3 separate regions of the Mus musculus genome follow, and regions 1 and 3 are each linked to region 2. Evidence: chromatin contacts called from public Hi-C and HiChIP or PLAC-seq data. All regions are on one chromosome and are shown on one strand. The core of a region is the stretch at or near the end of the contact, and the rest is flanking DNA. Distances in the headings are between cores, read along the strand shown. Region 1 overlaps Iqch (IQ motif containing H). Region 2 has its middle 8.6 kb from the start of Gm25064. Region 3 holds the start of Itga11 (integrin alpha 11).

Region 1 (3,466 bases), core at 831-3,330, 370 kb after region 2:
CTTGCTGGGAAACACCTCCCGGGGCCTCTGGGAAGGAAGGTGTGCGCTTCTGAGTTGTTACCTGATGAGATGTTCGCTCTTCCTAGTGCCTGCACCAGGAACGCATTCTGGACGCTACTGGCAGCCATCTTGCAATGCAGAGAACAGCCAGCCTTAGGAGGGAAGCAGCCTGACACATAGTTCAAAAAAGAGATGAAAACTGTGGGTCCTCGGTGACATTGCTGAGCCACCATCTGGAGCCAGTTTCTCCTTATAGGAAAAGCCATTTAAGTTGAGGTTCTTGAAGCTTAAGCATTTTAAATGGACATAACAAAAGGGTGGGCCAAAGCATGTCCTCACAGTCCACAGTGGTAGCTGTAAGGATGCATGGTGATTACTTTCACGAAGTTTGCACTCATTACTTTCCACTGAGACAATTAGGAACAGGCCCTCTTTAGGGTGCAAAAATATGTTGAAAGGATGAAGAAAAAAGTGAAAGTGTCTCCAACAAGTCGGAAACTACTTCCCATACCTACTTAAAGTTTAAGGACAGCTTTACTACTCTGTGTTTAATTGTTAATGGAGAATTTAAAAATCAAAAATGCCAAGTTTGTCTTCGATGAGATGGAAAATTATGCTGCAGTAGAAGGTAACATAATGTAAAACAACCAGCTTTACCAAAGCACACAAATGTTTTTGGTATGTAAAATTGCTTTGTAAAATATTTGCTCCATCTGCTAAAAGCGGCAAAGACAATTTTCCCTTGATAGCTAATGGCCCATTTCGGGTGTGTGGCAAGTGATTCGCTGCAGTGGCGGCTCTCATTAAACGGAATGTTGAAAACGCGGTATATAATTCCATACTTAGGTCGCATTACCCACTCACTGCTTCCTGAGGAGTCGATCCCTCATTAGCGAGGCCTCTACCTTGCACCAACATGCAGGCCTAGCAATTGATTCAACTTGAGAAGCATTTTGTCCAACTGAGGCACATATGTTGTACTTCCATTCCGAAGCTCAGCACAACTGCCTCACTGCAACCACAGCCACCGGAGAAGTTCATTCCCTCTCCACTCTCCAGCACTGACTGCTGCTTCTCTTTCCCCTCGCCACAGGGAGCACAACTGTTGTCTTTCTTTCTTTCTTTTTTTTCTAGGCTCATCCTGTCGCACTGCATGCTGGGGGGTTTCAATAGATAAAGATTAAGTGCTTCTAGAAATTCTTAATTGAACTTTACACATACACAAAAGGAGGGAAAAACTCCCCCTCCCCCAGGGCAAAACTGCCATCACACAAGCCTGACAAACGCTGCCCTCGCTTCCTGGTCTATCTGTGATTTCTCTCTTTAAAAGAGTTGCTTACATTACACCCCAAATTACTTCAACATCTGCTAAAGGAACGATTAGAAATAAATACAGGAATCCAGGGTGGCTTAAGAAGAGAAGAAGATGTTCGTGTTTGGAGAATGATACTGAAAAGTAGTTACTGCAGCAAATGGCTGGGGAGAGACAAATATTCTTACCATTGGAAAACAGTTTTCAAGGAAATTATACTGAATTGTAAGAATGACAGCCAGTAAGTACATATGACTGTTTTAAAGATTATACAGTGTTTTAAAGTGGGAATCAGGCTGTGTTTAAATCAACCATAAGTAGAAGTAGCCATAATCTAGTAGAAAGCTACTGGAAATAGGTTTTCTCCTATCCATGTAGAGACTTGGGACATGTAGAGAAACACCTGGTTGGGAGGACTGAGGACGATGATGGACACACTCTTTAAATGCAGAATGGAGACAAAAGGAAGCACACATTCCCTTTGGATTGATTCTCATTCAAGTAATGGGGAAGACTGAGTTCCAGGAATGAAACTGAGTTTATCAAGGGAGCCTTGTATTTTAGTCTGTACACAAAGAATGGGCATGCAGCACTGTTTCTCAATCAAGAGAAGAGAGGGACCTTTTTTGATATTTCCACACATCAGATACATGGAGTCAGGAGGATGTAGCAGCGTTGTAAATTGATTGTTTTCTTTCCACAGACCATGCACAGGACTAGACAGTGAGGGTTTGTCTAGAGCCTGGCTCAGTTACAGAGAGTCCTAGACTTCTCAAGGGCATCCCTGGTCCACCAAGGGGCACCGAGGACAGATGACCAGTAGCACATGGCACTGTGACTGTCAGAGAGTGAAAGCTTTCTTTGAATCCATTCCAAAAGCCTAAGCCTGCTCTGTGGTTTTCAGCAGCACAGACATTTCCAGAAGAACTCCAGCGGGACCTTCCCGGGTGTGAAAACACTAACCAATCCTCCTTTCTCTTATCTTCTGCTTTATTCCTTCCTTCCACGCAGTTATTGTGAAAAACTGGCAGTTAAATTCAATTGATTCAAATTTTTCTGGATCCATATGGCCGCCAACCCTGGAGCTGAAGCGGCGGCGCCTCGCCTCTGTTCTCTAGCATTTGCCTCTCCTCCCGTCCCCAGATGGTGGGAGTAACATTTAAACCTCCTTTTCTCTGCCTTGTACAATAGACCTTGGCACCATTTCAACTGTTTACTCCGGTAATTAACAGCTCTGATACCACAACAATTACAACTCCTCCACTCTCCACAATAATGCTATGAATTAGTGAGAGCTAATGGCTGGAAGGTAGAGTGTTTCCAGACTGTGAGATCTGTGCATTTTTAGAATAAAATAAAAGGTACAAACAGCACGCTTGCAGTAGACAATGATTACCTAGTAATTAGTTTACACAAAGCTTCCTATTTAATGGCAAAATGCTGTAATTAACGTGTGACAGAAAATCAAAGGGTACTTTGTAAGCATATGAAAAATTAACACTGCAGGCCCATAGCTTTATGTACTGATTAGAAGCATATTAAATCAATAGGACACACAAGCCAACAGCTTGTATAGCTGATTATTATAGGTCCTCGGAAGGGGTGCCCAGGCTTTCATTTAACTGGGGAGGCAATTTTCCTTCTCCTGTCATCATCCTCAGGCACAGAGAAGCACCTCAAACACATCCCTGGCAGCACCATGAAAATAACCACTCAACTGGAAGAAAACGTTCTAAGTCATTCTCAGAGCTAAGGAAAAATATGTACATGATTAAGACTTTCCAGTGATCTTGGTGACATGCTGCTATACTAATTAGAAAATATGCCAACTGGAACCAGAAGCATCCAGACCCAATGTTTTGGTCAGAATAATCTCTACTATATCAAGCCTCTTTATTCAACATGAAGAAAGCTCTAAGAAACACATTGTTTTCTATCCTCAAATGGTAAGAGGCCAGGATGCTATCTAGTGTTATTCTTTTAAAGGTATTAATTAGGAAAATCATAACAGAGAGAGAATTAGATCATTATGCTGAGGTTTTGATAGCATCTTGTATAATAGTAATTGATGTACACTACAGTAGTCTTGAAGGCTACAAAGCCTCCTAAATAACCTTGTGAATTGCCAAAGAACTGCTACTTTGTATTTATTTG
Region 2 (3,586 bases), core at 105-2,604:
GAACTCATTCTGTAGACCAGGCTGGCTTCAAACTCACAGAGATCCACCTGCCAAGTGCTGGGATTAAAGGTGTGTGCTACCACTGCCCAGCTTCCAATTCTTTCTTAAAAACATTTTTTTTTAAATGTGAGTGGATGAGTGTTGTGCCCTTGAATCACGTGCATGCAGTTGCTTGGTGAGGCCAGAAAAGGATATAGGAACCCCTGGAGCTTAAATTTCGAGTTGCGAGTTGCCCGGTGGATGCTGGGAATCTAATTCAGGTCTTCTGCAAGAGCAGCCAGTTCTCTTAACTACAGAGCCACCTCTCCAGGTCCTGGTTCCCAATTCTTGAAGAAGGTGGGTTTTTTTTTTTTTGTTTGTTTGTTTCATTTGGGTTTGGGGAGATTTTTGTTAGTTTTCTGTCTTTTTGTCTGTTTGTTTGTTTGTTTGTTTGTTGTTTCTCTGTATAGCCCTGGCTGGCCTCAATCTCAGAGATCCACCTGCCTCTGCCTCCAGAGTGTTGGGATTATAGGCATGTGCCACCGTACTTGGCTTTTGTTTGGCTTTAAGTTTCTGTTATTTGAGGTTTTATTTGTGAGTGTGGTTTTTAGATTTTCATTTGTTCCTTTCCTGTTTTGTTATTTGTTTTGCATTTTTTTGTATCGTTTTTGCCAGCTGAAGTGAATGATTGCTTTCTGGTATTACAGATGTTAGTGTTGAAGAATTTGAACCACACACAGAAAATGAAACCTTTCCCCGAAAGGTTAATCCAATTGCCAGAGCTGGCTCTGAAGTCGAGCTCTCTGCTTTAAGTTTTTAAAATGTGTCTGGGGACAGAGGCACTTTCAAGCAAATGCCACCCTCCTCACAAGTAAATAAACTCCCCAGCTGTAGTTCTTTAAGAAAGCACACTTGGTGTGGGGCTGCTTGTCCAGAGGGGTCCCTTTCTCTTGCAGTGGCTGGTTGTTTGTTTTGTTGTCCTCCCCACTCCATAGTAGGAAACCTCCAATCCAGACGGTTCCAGCCCAAGAGCTGGGAGTTGGGCCGCGAAAACCCCAGTTTCAGTTCTGACACACCGTTCAGGCCGGCAAAGGCTAGCATCTTTCCTTCATGTTCCCTGGTCCCCATCTTTCTGCCGGCTGGTCCACTTATACGACGCTAGTGGTTCCGAAGCTCCTGCGCTCCCCCTACCCCCATTTCCCCTTGAATCGGGACCCTTCGAAGTCTGTTCCACCTAGATAGGCGAGGCCAGAGAAGGGGAGTTGTCACGACCGGCGCTAGCAGCAGAGACAGGAGGCTGGCCTCCGAAGGCTGTTCCCACCCACTCATGGGTCTCTGGAGAGCAGGGCTGGCGGTGTGCAGAGCAGCTGGAGGCTCCTGGAAGGCGTCGCACCCAGGGCGAGCTCGCTTGCAGGAGACCAATGCCAGCCACAACAGTGAGTGGCCTCCTGCGCGGAGCTGTCGCCCTCTAGTGGCAGCGTGAGAAAGGTACAGCTGTTCCCTGGGCCCCACCTCCCCTCGTCACTCTCTCAGACCAGAACTGGAACTTGCTAGAAAGGGAAGCCAGACACAAGTAAGTCAGGACTGGAACCTGGGACTCCAGGCAAATTCCCCATTCAACTGACATCTATAAGGACCTCTAGAAACTATAAGGAATAAGCGTCCCAGGCTTGAGATTTGACTCAGGCTATTGCAATAAGAACAGTTGTTAATGAGGAATGTTTAAAACAAAAGGGAAGAGGGCGGGAGTATTAGATAGATAGGCGGGTAAAGAGGTCACCAGAGAGCACCATAGGAAGGAAGGAAGGAAGTGAGGAGATGGCCTTTTCTCGGAACATGCATATCGTGTGGTCGATTCCTAGCTTTCTCCCGGAACCCAAATTTAGCAGTGAGAATGTTGTCAGCTCAGGCTGCATTTGCCAGCACTGTAAACAGCAACACGATATTGTCATTTGTGAGAGGAAGGAGGAGGCGCTGGGAAGATGGCTCAGGGGTTAAGAGCACTTACTGCTCTTCCAGATGAACTGGAGTTCAATTCCCAGAATCCAGCTCACCACTCCAGCCCCAAGAGATGGGTACTATGTGCCCGCCCGTCCGCGGGTGCACACTCACACACACACACACACACACACACACACACACACACACACACACCTACTTTTTAAAAAATGTTAAAGGAGAAGAAGAAAGGGATACTGGGTGGCCCCTACTATTAGGCAGAAGGGGGATTCCTAGGTCCAGACAACGGAAGTCAAGGCAGGAGCCAGACTGACATGCTGAGTCTAGGGCTGGGGCTGCACGAGGCATAGCTAGATTGCTGAAGGTGGAGACATAAAAGATTGTTCAGAGAGGGACGTCCCCTCGGATGCCCTCCCTCAGTCATTCAGCTGTTACATCTTTAATAATCTTCCCTACTGTTTTCCCACAACATGCCTGGTTATGGCACGGCCCTGTGACCAGTGACACAGCTTTCCCCTTCATCTCTGAAGACCCTCTTAAGAGATGTGCTTTCAAGCCCAGGCCACCCTGCTCTACCCAACTTCTGGCCTATGATCCTGCCAGTGAGGAGAGGTGAGCTTTCATGATCTCCTAACAAGGACTCCAAGTAGAACTGTTGTCTCTGGAAGTCCCAGAAGGGAGTTTGGGTGTGTAGCTCTGTCCATTATCAAAGCCCTGGGTTTGATATCTCGCAATGCATAAAACCCCAAGTAGTGCTGCACACCTGGACTCAGAGATGGAAGGAGGATCAGGTCATCTTCAGCTACACAGTGAGGTAGAGGTCAGCCCATGACACATGAAACTGTCACACACACACAAAAAAATATAAATGTGGGGGGTCGGCTGGACAGATGGCTTAGCGGTTAAGAGAACAAACTGCTTTTGCAGAAGACCTGAGTTCTGTTCTCAGCATCCATACAACACAGCTCACAACTGCCTGTAACTCCAGTTTCAGGGGGATCTAATGCTCTCTTATGGCCTCCTAGGGCATCTCACTTATACATGCATACCCCACCCCATAATTAAAAATTACAAATAAGCCAGGCGGTGGTAGTGCGCGCCTTTATTCCCAGAGGCAGGCAGATCTCTGAGTTCAAGGCCAACCTGATCTACAGAGTGAGTTCCAGGACAGCCAAAGCTACACAGAGAAATCTTGTCCTGAAAAACACAAAAACAAACAAAAAATTTAATCTATTTTTTAAAAAGTGTCAGGAGCTCCATCAAGGTGGATGAGGAGGCTAAATCTGGGGAGCCAGACTAGCGACAGCATTGTCCCCTGAGCACTTCTGCCTGCTCACACTTCTAGCTACAGCTGCACGAGGTGCTAGGTAAAGAGGAAGGTCTGGATGGCCAAGGAGCGGAGGCAGCCTGGCAGCCTGGCAGCCTGGCAGCGCCCCCTCTCCTCCTCTCACTGCACTGACTCTGGCCAGCAGAGCCCCTTGTTCAGGCTTGATTTTATCATTGACTTTTCCCATTAGTATTTAAAATAATGGGGTTCATCATGATGCTTCCATGCCTGTGTCATTGTACTCTGCTTACATTCACCCCAATGGTTACACTTTACTGTCTCCTAGTAGGATTTGGTGTCCCTCGGATGGATTCTAGTCTT
Region 3 (4,013 bases), core at 207-2,706, 450 kb before region 2:
AGAAAGCCTGCCCCTTTGTCATGCCCTCCTTTTCTGAAACTTAGCCCTGAAGGTGAGAACACCTGTGCACTGCATTCCAGCCCAAGACCTGCACCTCCTCTTTCCCTTCCCTCCTTCTCCTCTGCTCTCTCTTTGCTTTTTTATCTACACTCTTCTTCCCTCCCCTCTCTCCTCCTCTTCCTCCTTCTCTTCCTCCACCTTCCTTTCTCTCTCCATCTCTGTCTCTCTCTCCCTCTCCCTCCCTCTCTCCATCTCTCCCTCCCTCCCTTCCTCTCATTCTATCTCTCTCTCCACTCCCCCAGAATAAAACCAGCTTCCCCAGCCTTTGCAAGTGGTAGAGCGTCTCAACACTCAGCTTATCCTTCAAGGATCCTCCCTAAAAGCCAACCATTCTCAGATGCCCTTCCCTCTGGGCTCCTACACACCCTTCCTATTCATCCATCTATTTGTGCATACACTGAAAAACTCTTCTGCTCCTGAAGACAAGGAGTTGAGTGTCCTTACAAACCAAGGAGATGAGAGAGACAGAGACAGAGAGACAGAGAGGCCAAACAAATATGTTAGTTGTTGTTTAGGGTGTGGTAGGTGTATGGGTGTGCACGATACAGTGAAGATAAGAGCAGAAAGAGACTAGCCTGCTGTGTCTGCACATTTGCATGGTAGCCTTGGGAAGGTTCTGAAAAAAGTAGTGGGTTCCATACTCTCGGTTTCCCTCACGCTAGCTACCTTGCTGCCTTCCTCTGCTCCTCCCTTGCTGGGAAGGCCATCCACCACACTCACAGATAGCGGCCCAAACCCCATAAAAAGCTCCAGCAATAAATGCACGTTGAAGTTAACTGTCTGTGAGTACAATGGCTGGGGAATAGAGCCTGGGTTCCAAAGAGAAGCCTCGGAACCGTCAGGTGCAGTCCCTGTTCAGGTGTGGAGGCTGGGGCGGTGGAAACTGGAGGTGTTTTGCATTGATTCCAGGGTTCCAAGAAGCACTGTGGCCTTGACATTTTAAAGCCCAGGGAACAGGGAGACAAAGGAACGTTGTGAAGGGAGGGGAAATCCATCCAACGTGTCCGAAGAAGACCTGTCACAGAGTGGCCCTGGGTCATCTTAGGTTCACCTATGGTATTTATTCAGCTCTTTCCCCCTAGAAAATGGACTCCATAACTCGCTTTTCCAGAGGAGACCCCGATTTGGTTGGGGATGGAGGAGAGTCAGGTACCAAGCTGGCAAGGTGGCTGGCTCCCAGAAGCCATTCTCTGCTATGACCCTGAGGTTAGATGGGCTGGGAGTGGGGGAGGGCGATACTGGCGAGGGCGTCGGGGCAGCAGCCTGCCACCGGCTCAGGTGGCAGAGGGGCCTAGACTGGCCTGGAGCCAGGGCCGCCGCTGTGTCCGCGCCCCTCCCCGCCGCTGGAGCCCTCCCACTTCCTCTGCGCTGCTGTCAGGGAGCTGGAGCTTGGATCAGTGCAGGCTCAGGACGCTCGCGAACCGAGGCTGTGGCTCTGGCTCTCAGCCGCGCGACCATCGCGACACCCGCCGCCGCGCAGCGGGCCATGGACTTTCCCAGGGGCCTCCTGGTGGCCTGGACCCTCAGCCTTTGGCCAGGTACGTGTTCCCCTAGCCTGTCTTTCCTTCCGGGAGCCCCTCCCTAGTCCTCCAGGACCTTAGCTCAAGTTGAGAGAAGAGAGATGCGACGCACCTCCTTCAGTAGCACTTGGGGACACAGGTCTGCCGGGAAGGGCTGCTGTTACAACAGTCCCACCAAGAAAGCAAAGGAGGGAGGTGTGCCTAGGAAACTCTTTCTAGGACTCTGATGTGTTTGGGGAAAGAAGTCGGGACTCGGGTTGCTAGAACCACTGAGCATTTCTGATGTTCCCGATGCAGCTCTGGGGATAATTCCTAAGTGTCCACTCTGCCATCCAGGCATCCTTCCATTGACGAGGGTCCAAGGCCCCAGCTGGGGAAGGAGGCAGATCGCGCCGAATGAGCGTGACCCGACTGCCCCCGCCGCTACCCAAGGCAGAGCCCCCTGAAGTGTGGAGAGCCAGATCCTGGCGGCCCTGGAGAGCCTGGAGTCCTAAGAGATCCCGGAGTCCTAAGAGAACAGAATCCCTCCAGTTTGGCTGCTAGGCGTTAGTAAACTCTCTTCAGCCCCACCAGAAACAGAGGGCACAATCCCTCAGCCCGGGACCGGTGGAACAGATACTTAACACTAGTGTAGGAACAGAGCAGCGTCCCCAGCTCGCGCTTGGAATTATGCAATTATTCAATAATTCGGGGGAAGCCGCCGTCACTGTAACGCGCTGCTGCTTAATGTATTCCAGGTGTGGGGGCGTAGCGGGAACCTCGGTACCCGTCACTGAAGGAAAGAGAGACAAGTCTTTGGGTTCTCAGCCTGGGGTACCCTAGTTCAGGCCTCCACACTGCGGGTGCCCAGCCCAGCTTCAGCCAACCGCATTGTGCTGCGCGCGGCTAGGGAAAGTTTTCCTGGCCCCTTCACAGCGTGGCAGAATGCTTCAGCCAGAGCCAGAGCTAGATAGAGCCTAAGGAACAAACTGGTTGGTACTGGCTGCCAACCTTGCCGCTCTTTCTGAGTGTCTCTGGCACTAGCTGAGACCAATAGGAGAGGACAGAGGCAGTGACAGCTGGACAGGTGCCCTTGGGTAGTACAAGTGAAGATTCACCCCTACCCAGTCCGGTGGCTCTCTCCAAGCTTTGGTCAGTTGTCCCCATTTGGGGACACACATATATCCTTCTGTCCTTTGCTGCTTCTGGGATCCCCTGCAAATGAAAGGCCTCTTGAAACTGGCTGGGTTTCGTTCTGATCCCAGAGACTCAGTTGGAAAGCAAACTTTATTGCACGAAGTTCGAGTTGGGGGAGGGGCGGGGAAAGGGTTACTGCCAGACCAGAGGCTTTTAGAAAGCTCCAGGGAGAGAAACCCATGGGAGGTACACTCAGGGAAGGAACTGCCTGCAGTCACTGGAAATCCATCCACAGGAAGGAGATAAAAACTCCTGAGTGACTCTAGACAGGTGTCCCCAGAGAAGGACAGTCCAAGCATCCCAAAGCTAAGTGCAAGAGTTTGGAAAGTAGTTCTGCACAGACCTTGTGAGCTCTCTAAAAGCTTTTCTCATGGGGGACAATGGAGGCAGAATCCTGAGTTGTGGAAGCTGAGTTGTGGAAGTTGAGGCTTGGCGCACAGTGGGACTCCAGCAGTGGTTGCTAATGTTCGTGCAACTGAAGTGGGTGGAGCTCTGAGGGATGGAGTGTTGAAGGACCTCTCAAGAAAGGATTTGTGACTCATTGCCTCCCTTACATGGAGAAAGCCACTTCTGCATTATTGCTGATCAGTTCGGGTTTTTGGAATATGGGACTCATTATATATATCCATCAATGCTAGACGGGCATCTGCTTACAAGAAGAAGGTAGGGCTCATGTGCCCCTGCCACCTGGGCCCTGAATGGCTCAGGTAGGGCAAGAACTGAGAGAATTAAGCAGAGGTATGAGGGAATGAATGGAGAAGAGGAAGTAAGGCCTCTGTGTGTGTGTGTGTGTGTGTCCAGAGACAAGTAAGGAAGGCTTCCTGGAAGAGGAACTGGATCACCCCCCCCCAACCCCCAAAGCATAGTGTATGGAACTTAAAATGACATTATTCGTATTTCTAGGGACTAAAGAATGAAGGGATGACAATTTGTGTATGGCTGCTCAAGTGTGTATGTGTGTGTCTGAGTGTGTGGGTGCTTGTGTAAATTTGTATGTATGTGTGTTTAGGTGTAGGGGGTGTTTGGCTGTGTGTGCTTGTGTAAGTGTATGTGTTTGTTTAGATGTCTGTGTGTGTGTTTGTATTTGTGTGTGTGTGTGTGTGTGTGTGTGTGTGTGTGTGTGTGTGTGTAAATGAGTGTGGAGGCCTTAGAAAGGCTTCAGGTATTGTCTCTGGCACCATCCAGTACTATCAACCATTCTGAGAGTGTCCCTCACTACCTGAGACTGTCCCTAACTGACCTTGGACTTGCCAAGTA

Evidence for each region. Hi-C and Micro-C count contacts between places; a contact is called where the count stands out from the background. HiChIP or PLAC-seq counts read pairs in DNA pulled down with a chosen protein or histone mark.
Region 1: an H3K4me3 HiChIP or PLAC-seq map of embryonic basal ganglia shows a contact between it and region 2, with 4 times the contacts expected there. The contact joins two enhancer-like sites. A contact is called at or near these places in 3 of 484 Hi-C or Micro-C datasets (the N1E-115 cell line, adipose-derived mesenchymal stem cells and embryonic fibroblasts), 18 of 115 datasets of contacts at active chromatin or transcription factors (DN3 thymocytes, the NIH/3T3 cell line, the SCID.adh cell line and 11 more) and 1 of 9 other capture datasets (embryonic stem cells).
Region 3: a contact with region 2 is called in a Hi-C map of the C2C12 cell line, with 2.8 times the contacts expected there. The contact joins the promoter of Itga11 here to the enhancer-like site in region 2. A contact is called at or near these places in 1 of 39 promoter capture datasets (embryonic stem cells), 1 of 484 Hi-C or Micro-C datasets (the C2C12 cell line) and 2 of 115 datasets of contacts at active chromatin or transcription factors (bone marrow-derived macrophages and embryonic stem cells).

What each region holds. Positions count from the first base shown.
Region 1 is chr9:63,488,226-63,491,691 of GRCm38.p6, forward strand. The region is part of intron 15 of Iqch (IQ motif containing H); the gene reads right to left. All of the region lies in intron 3 of Gm16759 (a long non-coding RNA gene), which reads left to right. Among named protein-coding and RNA genes, the nearest start is that of Gm25995, 48 kb to the left of the region's middle. Within about 2 kb of position 2,081, at least 15 of the 459 cell types and tissues checked have an H3K27ac peak or open chromatin away from gene starts, as enhancers often do. A contact at or near this core is called in the SCID.adh cell line, T-cell acute lymphoblastic leukemia and embryonic basal ganglia, where this site is marked.
Region 2 is chr9:63,122,882-63,126,467 of GRCm38.p6, forward strand. No RefSeq gene overlaps it. Among named protein-coding and RNA genes, the nearest start is that of Gm25064, 8.6 kb to the right of the region's middle. Within about 2 kb of position 1,355, at least 216 of the 459 cell types and tissues checked have an H3K27ac peak or open chromatin away from gene starts, as enhancers often do. A contact at or near this core is called in the C2C12 cell line, the SCID.adh cell line, T-cell acute lymphoblastic leukemia and 2 more, where this site is marked.
Region 3 is chr9:62,676,399-62,680,411 of GRCm38.p6, forward strand. It overlaps Itga11 (integrin alpha 11), which reads left to right and starts at 1,457. Exons shown (of 30, transcript NM_176922.5): 1 at 1,457-1,598. The coding sequence starts at 1,547.